Linked DNA regions of Danio rerio: region 2 is linked to region 1. A link is a contact called in public Micro-C data. All regions are on one chromosome and are shown on one strand. Each heading gives the region's core, a stretch centred on a gene start, on an enhancer-like site or on the middle of the called end of the contact. The rest is flanking DNA. Distances are from core to core; before and after follow the strand shown.

The links. Hi-C and Micro-C count contacts between places; a contact is called where the count stands out from the background.
Region 2: a contact with region 1 is called in a Micro-C map of caudal fin, with 2.5 times the contacts expected there. The contact joins the enhancer-like site here to the promoter of enc1 in region 1. A contact is called at or near these places in 1 of 18 Hi-C or Micro-C datasets (caudal fin) and 2 of 4 datasets of contacts at active chromatin or transcription factors (caudal fin and gastrula embryo).

What each region holds. Positions count from the first base shown.
Region 1 is chr5:35,242,417-35,249,498 of GRCz12tu, forward strand. enc1 (ectodermal-neural cortex 1) reads left to right here and starts at 2,925. Exons shown (of 4, transcript XM_682408.8): 1 at 2,925-3,260; 2 at 4,644-4,943; 3 at 5,327-6,851. The coding sequence starts at 4,650. The coding sequence ends at 6,808.
Region 2 is chr5:35,386,761-35,393,842 of GRCz12tu, forward strand. No RefSeq gene overlaps it. Among named protein-coding and RNA genes, the nearest start is that of enc1, 140 kb to the left of the region's middle. Within about 2 kb of position 2,606, at least 5 of the 62 cell types and tissues checked have an H3K27ac peak or open chromatin away from gene starts, as enhancers often do. A contact at or near this core is called in caudal fin and gastrula embryo, where this site is marked.

The DNA of each region.
Region 1 (7,082 bases), core at 1,675-4,174:
ATTAATGAGACACTTTAACTTTGCCCCAAATAATGACATGAGATGCAAATGATGAAACCTAAAAATAAGATATCAGAAGCCTAAATAAGAGGGTCACTGTCCTGCAGAGTTTGTCTACAATCAGCTTCAGCATATTTTCCTGGAAGTTTCTCGTTAGTCTAAAAACCTTGATTAGTTAGTTTAAAAGTGTTTAAGGGTTGAAGCTAAAGAGTGGCACTACAGCATAGGTCTCAAACTCAATTCCTGGAGGGCCGCAGCTCTGTACAGTTTTGCTCAAACCCTACTCATTCACAGCTGATCCAACTAATCAAGGTGTTCAAAACAAGAGACTATTAATCAGGTGGAAGTTAGTGGTGGTTGGAGCCAAGATATGCAGAGCTTCGGCCCTCCAGGGATTGAGATTGAGAACATTGTCCTACAACAGGGGTGTGCAAACTCAGTCCTGGAGGGCCGGTGTCCTGCATAATTTAGTTCCTGCAACTTCCTGCAACACGCCTGCCTGAAAGTTTCTAGTATAGTTTCTAGGAAAGTTTCTAGGAGCGCGGGGCACAAAGTACGCAGGGTTTTAAGGTATTTCCCCAGGGTTTACCATGGCATGCTTCCGAGGTTTTCACCACAATGTTGGCAGACGTCTTCCTGCCAATTATTGAAAAATTTTGGCAAAATTTGGAAGAGAAACACAGCAGAAACCATTTTTCAGCAATAAAGTATTTTTAATATACTCTATATTTTTTATTTTTAAAAAATCTGTGAAAGTATATTAGTAAAATCTCATATTCTTGTGATCGCCATCTTCTAGGCTAAAAGATGAAACCATTTTAAAAGATGTAAGAAACACAGTAACTGCTAGCCAATTTGGAGGAAAACATGACAGCAGGGTTAGTTGTAACAGGGTGTTACAATTAAGCCACACACTGTTAAACACCACTTAAACAAAATATTTTTGTACGCAGCGGATGCCCTTAAAACCGCAACCCGTCTCTGGGAAACATCCACACACACACACACACACACACACACATATACACTACGGCAAATTTAGCCCAATTCACCTGTACATGTCTTTGTACTGTGGGGGAAACTGGAGCACCTGGAGGAAACCCACGCGAATGCAGGGAGAACATGCAAACTCCACAAAGAAACGTCAACTGAGCCGAGGTTCGACCCAGTGACCTTTTTGCTGTGAGGCGACAGCACTACCTACTGCACCACTGTGTCACCATGTTGAGAACTTTTTAAATAAAAATGTTTTTTAATAGAAAATATTGTTTTAATAAAAAAATAATAATAATAATAATAGCATATATATATATTATTGCTAATACTGCAAATAAAAGCATTGTATAATAATGGATAATAATGCAAATAGATTCAAATGTGTTTATCCAATAAACAAATAAATATATAAACATACTGTGCTATGTAGAATAAAAAAAGAAATGAGCCAATTACTGAGGAAATATAGCTAATATTTTAAATATAATATAAAAACTGAATTTAAATTAATTGTGTGAAATCTGCCTGTAAATTCATGTGTTACAACTATCCCTCTGTCTGTTACAACTTGCCCCGCAGGTAAGGTAAATAGTAACATTTTTACTCCTGGCATTTTTGGCAATACTGCACAGAAACCATTGGTCCGGGGATCATAATTCCAGTGCTCATTTGTAGAGGCTTGTGTGTTGTTGATAAAAAAATATGGTTTGTCTAACCCCATTACTTTGTTCATTATTGACCAAAACCAAAAAGTGTTACTTTATGCCCCACTTTCCCCATACCTAGAAAGAGCTTGATAAGCTGGTTCAGCTGTGTTTAATTGGGGTTGGAACTAAAATTTGCAGGACACTGGCCCTTCAGGACTGAGTTTGGACAACCCTGCCCTACAGGAACAGGTTCGGACCCCTGGCCTAAATAGATCATCTGCCAATAGTTTCCACAAGTCCGTGTTGTCCGCCAGATGGCGCTTCTTTGTGTTCCAAAAATGAAAAATGACTGTAGAACCAAACAGAATGTATTCGGAAGGATGTTGGAAACTGTTGGAAATCCATAGCAGGAAAATGAACAGTAAGTCAATGTTCACAGGTTTCCAACCTTTCCCAAAATATCTTCATTCGTGTTCATCAGGAAAGAAAATTAACAGGTTGACAGAATTTTCAAATTAGGGTGGACTATTTTTTATTTATTTATTTTTTTATTTTATTTATTAATCTTGTCATTAAGTATTCTTATTGTTATTATTATAATTATTGTTGTTTTTGTTTGTACAAACAGCCCTATAACTGTCAGTATTTGCACATATTTTGGATCAGCCACATATTTAGAGAAGGAGGTTCACGAGAGCCTCATTATTTAGTCCACCACATTACTACCCTAGACCCACAATGTACATTTTCCATTCAAACGTTCCATAAATCAATGGGGCATTTACAAGTATAATCAGACAATGCAAATGCACCTTTTGTTCAGTCGGGGGCGACATTGCGCTGTGAATTAAAATTCATAATCAATTCTGAAGCTCTGAACCAACAACCAACGTGTAAATGGCAGTGCATCCCAAAGCAATGAATAAACGAAGTTTAGGTTGGACTCTACGTGTATTTATTGTTTAAAAACCTTTACTTATTATTTTTTATATTACTATTATAATTATAATTATAATACCGTTCACTAGATAATGCAACGCAGAAATATGTGAATATATCCTTGATTCATTAATGCAATGATTTCTTACCCACATCTTCCCTGGAGCAGCCTAATAAAATTCCTTTATTTTATTAATGAGGCACACCAACGGCGTCCTTATCTGTTTTCTCGTCGGTTCATCAGTCGTTCTCCTCCCACATTCTCTTGAAGAGCAGCGGCGCTCCGCCCCCCTCTCTTTCTTTCTTCCTCCTCTAAAAGCTGTTCACACCCGTCAGCTGTTCACTATCCAGACCTGCACGCGCAGCGCCGGAGCTGCACGCTGACGAGACGAGTCAGTATATTTCTGCACGTCGGTAACAAAAATAGAGGAAGTCGTGCAGCTTTCCGTGTAACTCCGCAACAGTATACTAAACGTCATTTATAGGCTCGTTACTTACGTTAAACCTAGGTGGAATAAGTCACACTTTATTTGTTTATTCTGTGGTTTATCCACGCGACATCGCACGCTGTTGCCAGAGCTCCCAGCGCCGCCAGTGTTGTGACTCTGTCCGCGTCGCGTTGTGGCATGTTCGGCGACCAAAGCAGACGAAACTGAAATCCTCATTGCTCCTGAACAGGTAAGATTTCCATGTTCATGAATAGATATCTATTATATGATAATAAAGATATGTTCGGTGGGAGTTATTTCTAATATATATTTATATTATTATTACTAGTAGTAGTAGTAATAGTAATATAATTACTGTTTATTATAGATAATACACTAGTGTGCAATATTGTAGTGAATTTTTAACAATGGAAAGTTATTAAACCGTATTAAAATTAATAGTCCTTTTGCAATTGATATAATTGTGTGACTATAAATATGTCATGCAAATACACTAATATTATTTAGCATTTCTGTTTATGTCATAAGTTAAAATTAGATGTCTGTTAAATCTGATGATACAAACATAACTTGAACTTGAAAAGCAGTTAATTGTGTTTTTACAGTGCCAACATTTTAGAAATGTTTATGAAATTGTCATTACCCTTTGTTTCATTGTAAGTTACAAGCTGAATGTTTATTCTTCATGCATACAATCATGCATGTTACATTGCAGTTTTTCGTGGTTTGCTTCAAAATAATTAATGGTCAATGTCAGCACATGGGTTCTGGCTCTTGTCCTTCACAGCTGTGACCAATTTGAATGGATTACTGGACTGTATCAGGTGTGATACATCACATTTGCTTCTGTGTCATTAATGTATTTAGCTCAGTTTGGAACTACATTTTGCCTCTGCACAACATTAGCGGAAACACAATTAAATTCTCCCTGGAGAGATGTTGACAGCCGGCAGGGACCAGGGGGCGTGTATCGCTTACATGGAAATTCAGACTGATTGGATTTGAATGTGCACCATATAGGCGACCAGATGGCAGTCGGTGACATTGACACACTTTGTGTTGACTCTGTGCCTAGTGCTCAACTCTTTGTTCGTTTTTTCCACAGTAAATTTCAGGCAGGAGTGTTTACTTCTGAAAGTTTTTTCCCTTCCTTCAGTTTCCCCCTCCTTATCCGTCCGTCTTTGAACACCTGGTAATGATTAGACTCCCTCGCATTTGTTCACATTCCAGTCGGCTAGACATCAGAGAGGTTTCCAGTGGGTTTTTATGTTGTGTTTGCAGAATTACATCATCTTTCTCTGCCTTCATATTGAGGTTTGGCATGCTCTTTGTGTATTTTGCTGATATTGATCATATCACTGTTCAAAACAATGTCAGTCAACTTCTGCAACTGACAACTGAGGCTGTTTAAACCCCAGCAGGATGCCAGTTCCTACTAGAATTCAAAAGTGCTCCTGAGAATCTTTCCCTCCTCATATTCAGGAGTGATTTACAATAGTCTCAAAACGTTAGCATATATTACATGTTAAAAACAGTGCATTTATGATTTGTTTTTATTTCTGCATCTTACGTTTTTGTCAACAGATTTTTTTTCTCTCTCTCTTTTTTTTAGGATTCAATGAAAATGTCTGTCTGTGTCCACGAGAACCGCAAGTCTCGTGCCAGTACAGGGTCAATGAACATCTTCCTGTTCCACAAGTCTTCGTACGCTGACAGTGTGCTAATGCACCTGAATGCCCTTCGTCAGCAGAGACTGTTCACCGATGTCCTGCTCCATGCGGGAAGCCGCTCTTTCCCCTGCCACAGGGCTGTGCTGGCCGCCTGCAGCCGCTACTTTGAAGCAATGTTTAGCGGAGGCCTGAGAGAGAGTCAGGACAGTGAGGTGGACTTCAGAGACTCCATTCATCCTGAGGTATTGTTTTAGCACTCAAAAAAAGTAAATTTTTTTGTACCATGTTGTGGTTTTAGGTCGGTATGTCCTTTTTTCTTTTCTAAAATGAAAGACAGTGGATTTTAGTCCATTGTTGTTATAATAAATGTCAGTGGGCTTGAAAGACATAGCTTAAAAACACTCCCTCAAATATAATCTTTTGTGTGAAAGGTTCAAAATGGTATGAAAGTGAGTAACCTATGACAAATTGGGTACAAAACATAATTGATTGAAGATTACTAAGCATGTCAAGAGGTAATAATAAGGTTTGCTTTTGAAAAACAATAGTTCTGTGGTTTTCAAATGATCTTAAATTAGAGGTTGCCACTTGTTGGTTAACTTTGTGTTTATGCCCCATTGTCTAGGTTTTGGAGCTACTTCTGGACTATGCCTACTCGTCAAGAGTGATAATAAATGAGGAGAATGCAGAGTCTCTGCTTGAGGCCGGTGACATGCTGGAGTTTCAGGACATCCGCGATGCCTGTGCCGAGTTCCTAGAGAAGAACCTTCACCCATCTAACTGCCTGGGCATGCTGCTGCTCTCAGATGCTCACCAGTGCACCCAGTTGTTCCAGCTGTCCTGGAGCATGTGCCTCAGCAACTTCCCTGCTATCTGCAAAACTGAGGAGTTTCTCCAGCTGCCCAAGGACATGCTGGTGCAACTTCTGGCACATGAAGAACTCGAAACAGAGGACGAGCGGCTAGTCTACGAGTCGGCGCTCAATTGGGTGAACTACGACCTTGAGAGGAGGCACTGTCACCTTCCGGAGTTGCTCCGTACTGTGCGTTTGGCGCTCCTGCCTGCCATCTTCCTCATGGAAAATGTCTCAACGGAAGAGCTCATCATCGCACAGGCTAAAAGCAAAGAGCTGGTGGACGAGGCCATCCGATGCAAACTGCGCATCTTGCAAAATGACGGTGTTGTCAACAGTCCTTGTGCCCGGCCCCGCAAGACCAGTCATGCCCTTTTCCTGCTGGGCGGCCCCACATTTATGTGTGACAAGCTCTACCTGGTGGACCAGAAGGCCAAAGAGATCATTCCAAAGGCTGACATCCCCAGCCCACGCAAAGAGTTCAGCGCCTGCGCCATTGGCTGCAAAGTATACGTGACAGGTGGCCGAGGCTCTGAGAACGGTGTGTCCAAGGACGTTTGGGTGTACGATACATTACACGAGGAATGGTCCAAGGCAGCTCCGATGTTGATAGCTCGTTTCGGTCATGGCTCGGCAGAATTACGCCACTGCCTGTATGTCGTCGGAGGTCATACAGCTGCCACTGGCTGTCTGCCTGCATCACCATCTGTGTCCTTGAAGCAGGTAGAGCAGTTTGACCCAGTTGCTAACAAGTGGAGCATGGTGGCACCCTTGCGAGAAGGAGTCAGTAATGCAGCTGTCGTCAGCGTAAAGCTCAAGTTGTTTGCGTTTGGAGGGACAAGTGTGGCCCATGACAAGCTGCCCAAAGTTCAGTGCTATGATCCCTCAGAAAATCGCTGGACGGTCCCAGCGTCCTGTCCGCAGCCGTGGCGATACACTGCAGCAGCTGTTCTAGGCAACCAGATCTTTGTAATGGGTGGTGACACCGAATTCTCAGCTTGTTCTGCCTACAAATTCAGCAGTGAGACTTATCAGTGGACTAAAGTCGGAGATGTTACAGCGAAACGAATGAGCTGCCAGGCTGTGGCCTCTGGAAACAAACTTTATGTGGTGGGTGGCTACTTTGGTACACAGCGCTGCAAAACCCTGGACTGTTACGATCCCACGCTGGATGCATGGAACAGCATCACTACGGTACCTTATTCCTTAATTCCTACTGCCTTCGTCAGCACCTGGAAGCACCTCCCAGCCTGAAGCACGCCTGTACTCCCATGTGTGACCCTACTGTTCCTGCAAGGTACGTTGTTCAACTGAAAAACAGAATTACCTGACTTTTTTGTGCGTTTGAATTAAAAAAGGATGCAATTTATACACTTATTAATCAAGCAATATTTTTTCATACTCTACATCTCAAATCCATGATGACAAAATTAATTCAAATTAATTTGACACTTTTATACTCATTTAAAAATTGCATAAATTTGGTATTTATAGGTGAAATATGTGAAGTGCTAGATTTTAAGATGTG
Region 2 (7,082 bases), core at 1,356-3,855, 140 kb after region 1:
GGAGAAGTGTCCAACCTACAGCATCTATACACTGGGGTACCGCGGGGTTCTATTCTTGGGCCACTTCTCTTCTCCATCTACACAACATCTTTAGGATCAGTCATCCAGAAATATGTATTTTCCTACCACTGCTATGCTGATGATACTCAGCTTTACCTCTCTTTTCACCTTGATGATCCCTCGGTTCCAGCTCGCATCCAGCCGTTATGAACATATATTATGCTGCTGGTGGTTGTTGTTTGGCTTGCTGCTAAAACGGTGTCAACAGGCTGAGCACTACAAAAGCCCTGAAGCTCTGCTGTCATATTTGACACCCCAATGTCAACAGTAAGTCATATAGGATGTAAGATTGAGCCACCATGGATCAAACTTGTTGGTCTAGCAAATCCTACAGATGCTGTATAGAATTGAGCTCTGGTGAATTTGAAAGTCATAATAGACATTATATTCAAACAAACTATTTCTTATCATTGTATACAGTGTGACAAAGTGATTTGTCTTCCTAAAAGAGGTCACTTCCATCAGAAATCAGCATTGCCATGAAGGAGTGTACTTGGTCTGGAACAAAGTGCTGTAGGTAGCATGTGTCAAATTTATGTTCCAGGTTTTCCCAGCAGAGTATTGCCCAGAGGGCCAAACTTCCTCCTTCAGCTTGCCATAGTCCCACAGTGCATCCTTGTGCCTGCACTTTGCACATGATAGAAAAAAGCACTCAGTGTGCCAAGCAAACCTCCACTGCTCTGGAGTCCATGTGCAAATTAGAGGCACTTTCAGCAGCAGATGGATGGGTCATCCTAGTGACGGTTCTGTGGCCATGCTCATATACACTCACCAGCCACTTTATTAGGTACACCTTACTAGTACCGGGTTGGACCCGCTTTTGACTTCAGAACTGCATTAACCCTTCGTTGCGTAGATTACTGGAGGTACTGGAAATATTCCTCTGAGATTTTGGTCTATATTGACATGATAGCATCATGCAATTATTGCAGATTTGTCGGCTGCACATCCATGATCTGATTCTTGTATTCCACCACATCCCTAAAGTGCTCTATTGGATTGAGGTGAATGTGGAGGCCATTTGAGTGCAATGAACTCATTGTCATGTTTAAGAAACCAGTCTGAGATGAATCCCACTTTATGACATGGTGTGTTATCCTGCTGGAAGTAGCCATCAGAAGATAAAGGGATGGACATGGTCACAATGCTCAATTAGTACTAATGGGCCCAAAGTGTGCCAAGAAAATATCCTCCACACCATTATGCCACCACCACCAGTCTGAACTGTTGATACAAGGCAGGATGGATCCATGCTTTCATGTTGTTGACACTTAATTTTGTCCCTAATGTCACAGCAGAAATAGAGACTCATCAGACCAGGCAACATTTTTCCAATCTTCTATTGTCCAGTTTAGGTAAGTCTGTGCAAATTGTGATAGGACTGGCACCAGGTGTAGTCTTCTGCTGCTGTAGTCCATCCGCCTGAAGGTTGGACGTGTTGATGCTCTTCTGCATACCTCGGTTGTAACGAGTGTTTTTTTGAGTTTCAGCCTGTCAGTCTCTGACCTCTGGCATCAACAAGGCATTTGCGCCCACAGAATATATATAACTGTGTGTGTGTGTGTGTTGTGACACATTATTCCTATAGCATCATCCAAATTTTATGTGACTCGTAGTCACCCAACACCCTTGTTGTTGGTTTGTGGTTTGTCCGTCCTCAGACCACGGTTGGCAAAGTCTCACCACTGCTGACCAGGAGCAACCCATAATCCTTGCTGTTTCACAAGATACTGTGACTCAGTCATTTTGCCCTAACAATCTGGTTTTTTTCAAAATTGCTCAGAGTTTTTATTTCTGTTGCACAGATTTCTCCTGCATCCAAAATACTGATTACTGATTGTTTGCATATCGTTGAATCTATCAAGACCTTAATATATGGCCACGAAGATGTTTTGGATCATCAGTTTATAACAGTGTCATAATTTATTTTTATAGTACATTTCTCTTGTCCTTCATATTTGTGTGTTGACCTGTGAAAAGCTTTAGAGTGTCAATCATGTTAAAAAATGCCATTGAAAGGATACACACTACATTAAGGGCTCATGTGCCCACATGTGACGTGTTGGGAGTAAGAATGTATTGAATCCCAAGACAACATGTTTCAGGAGTGGGCCTCTTCTTTCCTGAGCCCTGGGAGTAAATCATACAAGCTTACAGGGTGTTAAATAGGCCCTTATAGAACTTTAACAGGACAAGCTACCCCCAGTTTTACCCCCCAGTCAGCAACCCTAAACACAGGTAGAGCGGCGTCACACACATTAATGAGAGCATGATTGGCTATGAATGGGCTGCTTTGTGAGGTGTGTGTGAACTCGATTACTGTTTAAACAGAGCAAATTGCTCAAGGCTAAAAAAGTTAGTCTCCACTAAATAGGTTGAGCTATTGTTGAACAGTGTTAAAAGAGTTTCTGTCAAAATGAAAGCTCATGTTTTATAGTGTATGTTCATCCACAACAGATGTGAAACACACAAAGCTACAAGGGCATGTGCAGCGTGTGCTTATGCATTTACCATGTGTGTTAATGAGGTGAAAAACAGCTTCAAAGCAGATCAAATGAAGTGAAGTCACACACATTGACCTGTGGCAGCACACAAACACAGCTTGCTTAGCTGTGTGAATGATGACCCTGTTGGGGGGGGGGGGTGTTTTTTACATTTTACAATAAGCTTTTATTTATTATAATGAGGGTAAAACTGAAAATGTTTTATGTGTTTTATCCTTACAGCTACAAAAGTCAAACAGTGTTCGTCAGTGCAAGCTTTTGTAAACAAAGTACAGTATTGTCCTTGTGTAAGTGCAAAAATAGGATTTTATAATTGTGACATCATGCACATACATATTATTTTTGCTTACTTGATTAACAAAATAGCAATGGTGAATTGACACAGGTGCATTGTTTACTATATAAAGTCACATAGCCAACTGCTAGCCTGGCATGAAAGGCTGTACGCAAAAGAAAAAAAATTATTAATTTCCTAATAGGGCTGTGAGATGTCTGGAAATTATCTAATTGTCATTTTTTTTAACAGATATTGAGATTTTCGATTTGATTTTCGATTTAAGTTTTAGTTTCAGCTCAATCACACTCCTTATATAGCCTCCTGTGGTGCTTTTTTGGGTGCTGGTTGTTGTATTTGTGCTCCACGCATTAGAGATCTGCGCGGGACTAAATTTTGAATCCCGCTCCCGCCCGCACCCGCCAGGTTTTAGCCCGAACCCGACCGCTCCCGCTTATGTTAAGAATTTATTGTCCCGCTGCCCGACCCGCCCCGTTTTCTGCCCGCCGCGCCCGATCCCGCTAAAGAGCGGGGGAGAACAAAACCGAAAATCCCCCAGCGCACGCGCACTCCGGCATTCCGGCGCGGATGCGGCAGCGTCGGCTCGCTTACGGCCGCCGCATCTGGCCCGATTGATTCAGGCCGGAATCGGGCAGTGAGTCCACAAGCATCCGGAGTCCGGCAGCCGGAGCCGGGCTGAGTGGTAAGTCTCCGGCAGGCGAGAATCTAGCCGGAACTGGCCCGAGTGTATTTTGCTATCTGGGAAAGCTCTCTCTCTCTCTCTCTCTCTCTCTCATTCGTGTGCGCGCACACTAACATACACACACACAAGCACCAAGCACTCACACAGGCAAAGCTCGCTCGCTCTCTCTCTCTCTCTCTCTCTCTCTCATTCGCATAGCAATATCCGCGATATTGCTAGACAGCCCGCTCCCGTCCCAAATTAAACCCGTTACCGACCGCTCCCGCGATTTATTCGGAAATTTATTCCCGCGCCGCAGAAATCTGCCCGCGGGACAGCCGCGGGAATGCAGACCTCTACACACATGTTTTTGCATCTTGTTTAATACACTATGAACAGCAGCTATGCTGTTTATTCTCTTTATTCTCTATTTCCACGTGGGGATACTCATCCTAAGGCCCTCAGAGACTATGCAGCGCCACTGATTCGATCCAAGACCAACGATCCCAAGGTTTCTATAATCCTGGACCAGGCCGTATCCTGAGCAGCTGCTGTGGTGGTCATGGAGGAGTGGAGAGCATATGACTGATTCCTGTGAGGCTCCAGGGACTGATGAGTCTCGCTGACGTCCAGCTTCACTAGCTGCAGCCCTGCACAAGACATTTGGCCACAGTAATTACGAAGCAATTTTACTGTCATTATTACAATCATGCACTTTTTTAGAAACTTCCCAACTTTTTTTTTAAACTTTAAAACTTATAAAACTCATTCTTGAGGTGCAGCTGATCAGAGAGCTGAACAGATCAGTTGGTTTGTGCAGGTTCTGTTTTGTGGATATGATTATATGCATTACTATAGAGATGTTAATACACAGCTGTCAATCAATTCAGTGGGCGGGGAAACCGCACTCCCATGTCATGTTGCCGTGGCCTCAAAATGGGCCTGATTTGGACCGTATTTTAATGTCAGAAAATTAAAAAAAAGAGACTTATTGTGTTTATATCACCCCAATATGACTGTGGACACACTATACCTACACAAAGTCCTGTCCAAACAGCTTACAAAAAAAGATTTTCATCATAGGTGCCCTTTAAGCCAAATTTGTCCATTACGTAAAAACAAACAACAACAACAACAACACACACACACACACATTCACAAATGAATTATGTTCAGTTTATGTTAAGTGTGAAGCATGAAAAAACAGTTAAATGGTTTTGGCACTTCACACAATGCATGCACATCTGCATGTTAAAGAATCTTTCCACATTCGTTTGGAATTTATCTTACTGTTTGAGTTTCCTTTAAAAACACACAATACTATTCCAGCCAAGAGTCTCTCTGGGAGGAACAGATTGAACAAGAGAGAAAGAGAGATGGCACTCTCTTATTTCCTTGAGCTCTGTCACCTGGCCAGCCGTAATCCATCATGCTGTGAAGGGTCTCAGACACAGGCACACACATACACACACACACTTACACACACACTTACACACAGACACACTGGTGAACGTGCTGGTAACCCCATCTCACCCTGTGTGGCCTTGATTAAAATGGGACCAAGTCGAAATAAATTATATCTTAAATAAACATGCCACCTGCAGGAGTTCCTGATTGCTTGAGGTGATTGGTTGAAGAGGGCGAAGTCAGGGGGGATTTTTAATGAACGAGTGCTCATGAAAACAACATCAGGGTGTTTGTGAAGGTGTTATGAAGAGCCCAGTCAAAACCGACTTGCTGAGGATATTTAACACTGCTGGAAATGTCGACAGGCTTCTCGTTTGAAATCCCAAAGAGAGAAAAGAGGAAACACACTAGAGCTCAGTGGGGAACGTTAATTAGTCTAGATTACATAGTTATGACTATGATTGATGAATATTTAATTAGCTTTGATTACATCCAACTATTGTTGTAAATTCAGTTTTCACATTCCGGTGGAAACAAAAAAGCTCTGTTAAAGCCAGAAACAACTGCGAAGAGTGTGGAGCCAATAAACCGCCCCAAATCATTTAACAAAACTATTACAAAATACCTCATGATGTGTCTAAAAGAGTATGATTTTATTCAGTGATTGTTTTATAGATTATAAACTATCACTTAACAATACTTTTATGGTATTAATGAATTTAGATTGAACGGAATTAAATTAGACTTATTAGACTATGTAGATAATATTTTTAATTAATTATCAAAAATATAATTAATAAATTCCCAGAGATGGGTTGCGGCTGGAAGGGCATCCGCTGTGTAAAAAACGTGCTGGATAAGTTGGAGGTTCATACTGCTGTGGTGGCGACCCTAGATTAGTAAAGGGACTAAGCCTAAATGAAAGTGAATGAAAGAGTATTCTATAAAAATAAAAAATGATGTATTGTTAAATATTTTTAATGTCATTTATCCTGTGAATTTTACACTCAGAAATACTTTTGCTGCTTGTTCAGACTCTCAAAATGAGTAAAAACTACACAATTCTTTTTTTTTTAATTTTTAAAGATTTTTTAAAGTTCAATCCACTTAAATTTGTGAAAACAGAAAATCATTTAAAAAGTGAACTCAATTTCTGTGGGGACAACACACTGTTAAAAAAAATAATAATGATGATCCCTTTCACTTTTTCTTGTTCACTCACTTTTGAAAACATCATCTGCACTGACCTAAAATTATTTGTCAGTAATACAAACATTTAGTCAGGTTAACATTAGATTGTTAGTTTTCTGGAGAGGTGAACTATTCTGTAACAAAACTTTTTAAGTTCTGCCAACTGAACATTTTTTGTCTCCAGAACTGGAATGTCTGAAGTTGAGTGAACAAAAAACAAAAACATAATCTGTATTTACTTTCGTTTTTTTCTTTTTCTTGTGTGCTCAATGTTTTTTTCACCTTTAATTGATAGGACAGTAGAGAGATTACACAGGAAAGCATGGGGAGAGGAGAGAGGGGAAGGATCTGCAAACGACCTCAAGGCGGGAATTAGTCTCGGGTCGCCAACTTGCCATGAACACCGGAGTGCCATGTGTTGATGTACTAACCACTACACCATTGGCGCTGATGTGTGCTCAACTTTTGAAAACATCGGTTGTACTTACCTAAAATGTCTGAAGTTCAGTGATCAAAAAACTCTTGTGGAAATTTGTACTAAGAAATAATATATTATCAGAACAAACAAACATAGTGACTAAAACTAAACTAAAACAGAGACAAATGTTAACAAAACATTTATTAGACAGAATTAAAAACAGGACAGGAGGCAAAACAAAAATAATGGTAAACAAGACAAGGATCAAAACATGGCAGGACATACTGGGAAATTGAAGCATCCCTTCCTGTTTTTAAAATTGAACTATGTTTGTTTGTTCTGATAATCTATTATTTCTTAGTACCAATTTCCACAAGAGTTTTTATTTTGTTCACTAAATTTCAGACATTTTAGGTCAGTGCAACTCATGTTTTCAAAGGTTTAGCGCTCGTTGGCCCCAATGCTGTAGTGGTTAGTGCGTTGACACATGGCACTCTGGTGTTCACGATGACCCCAGTTCGATTCCTGTCTCAAGGTCCTATACCG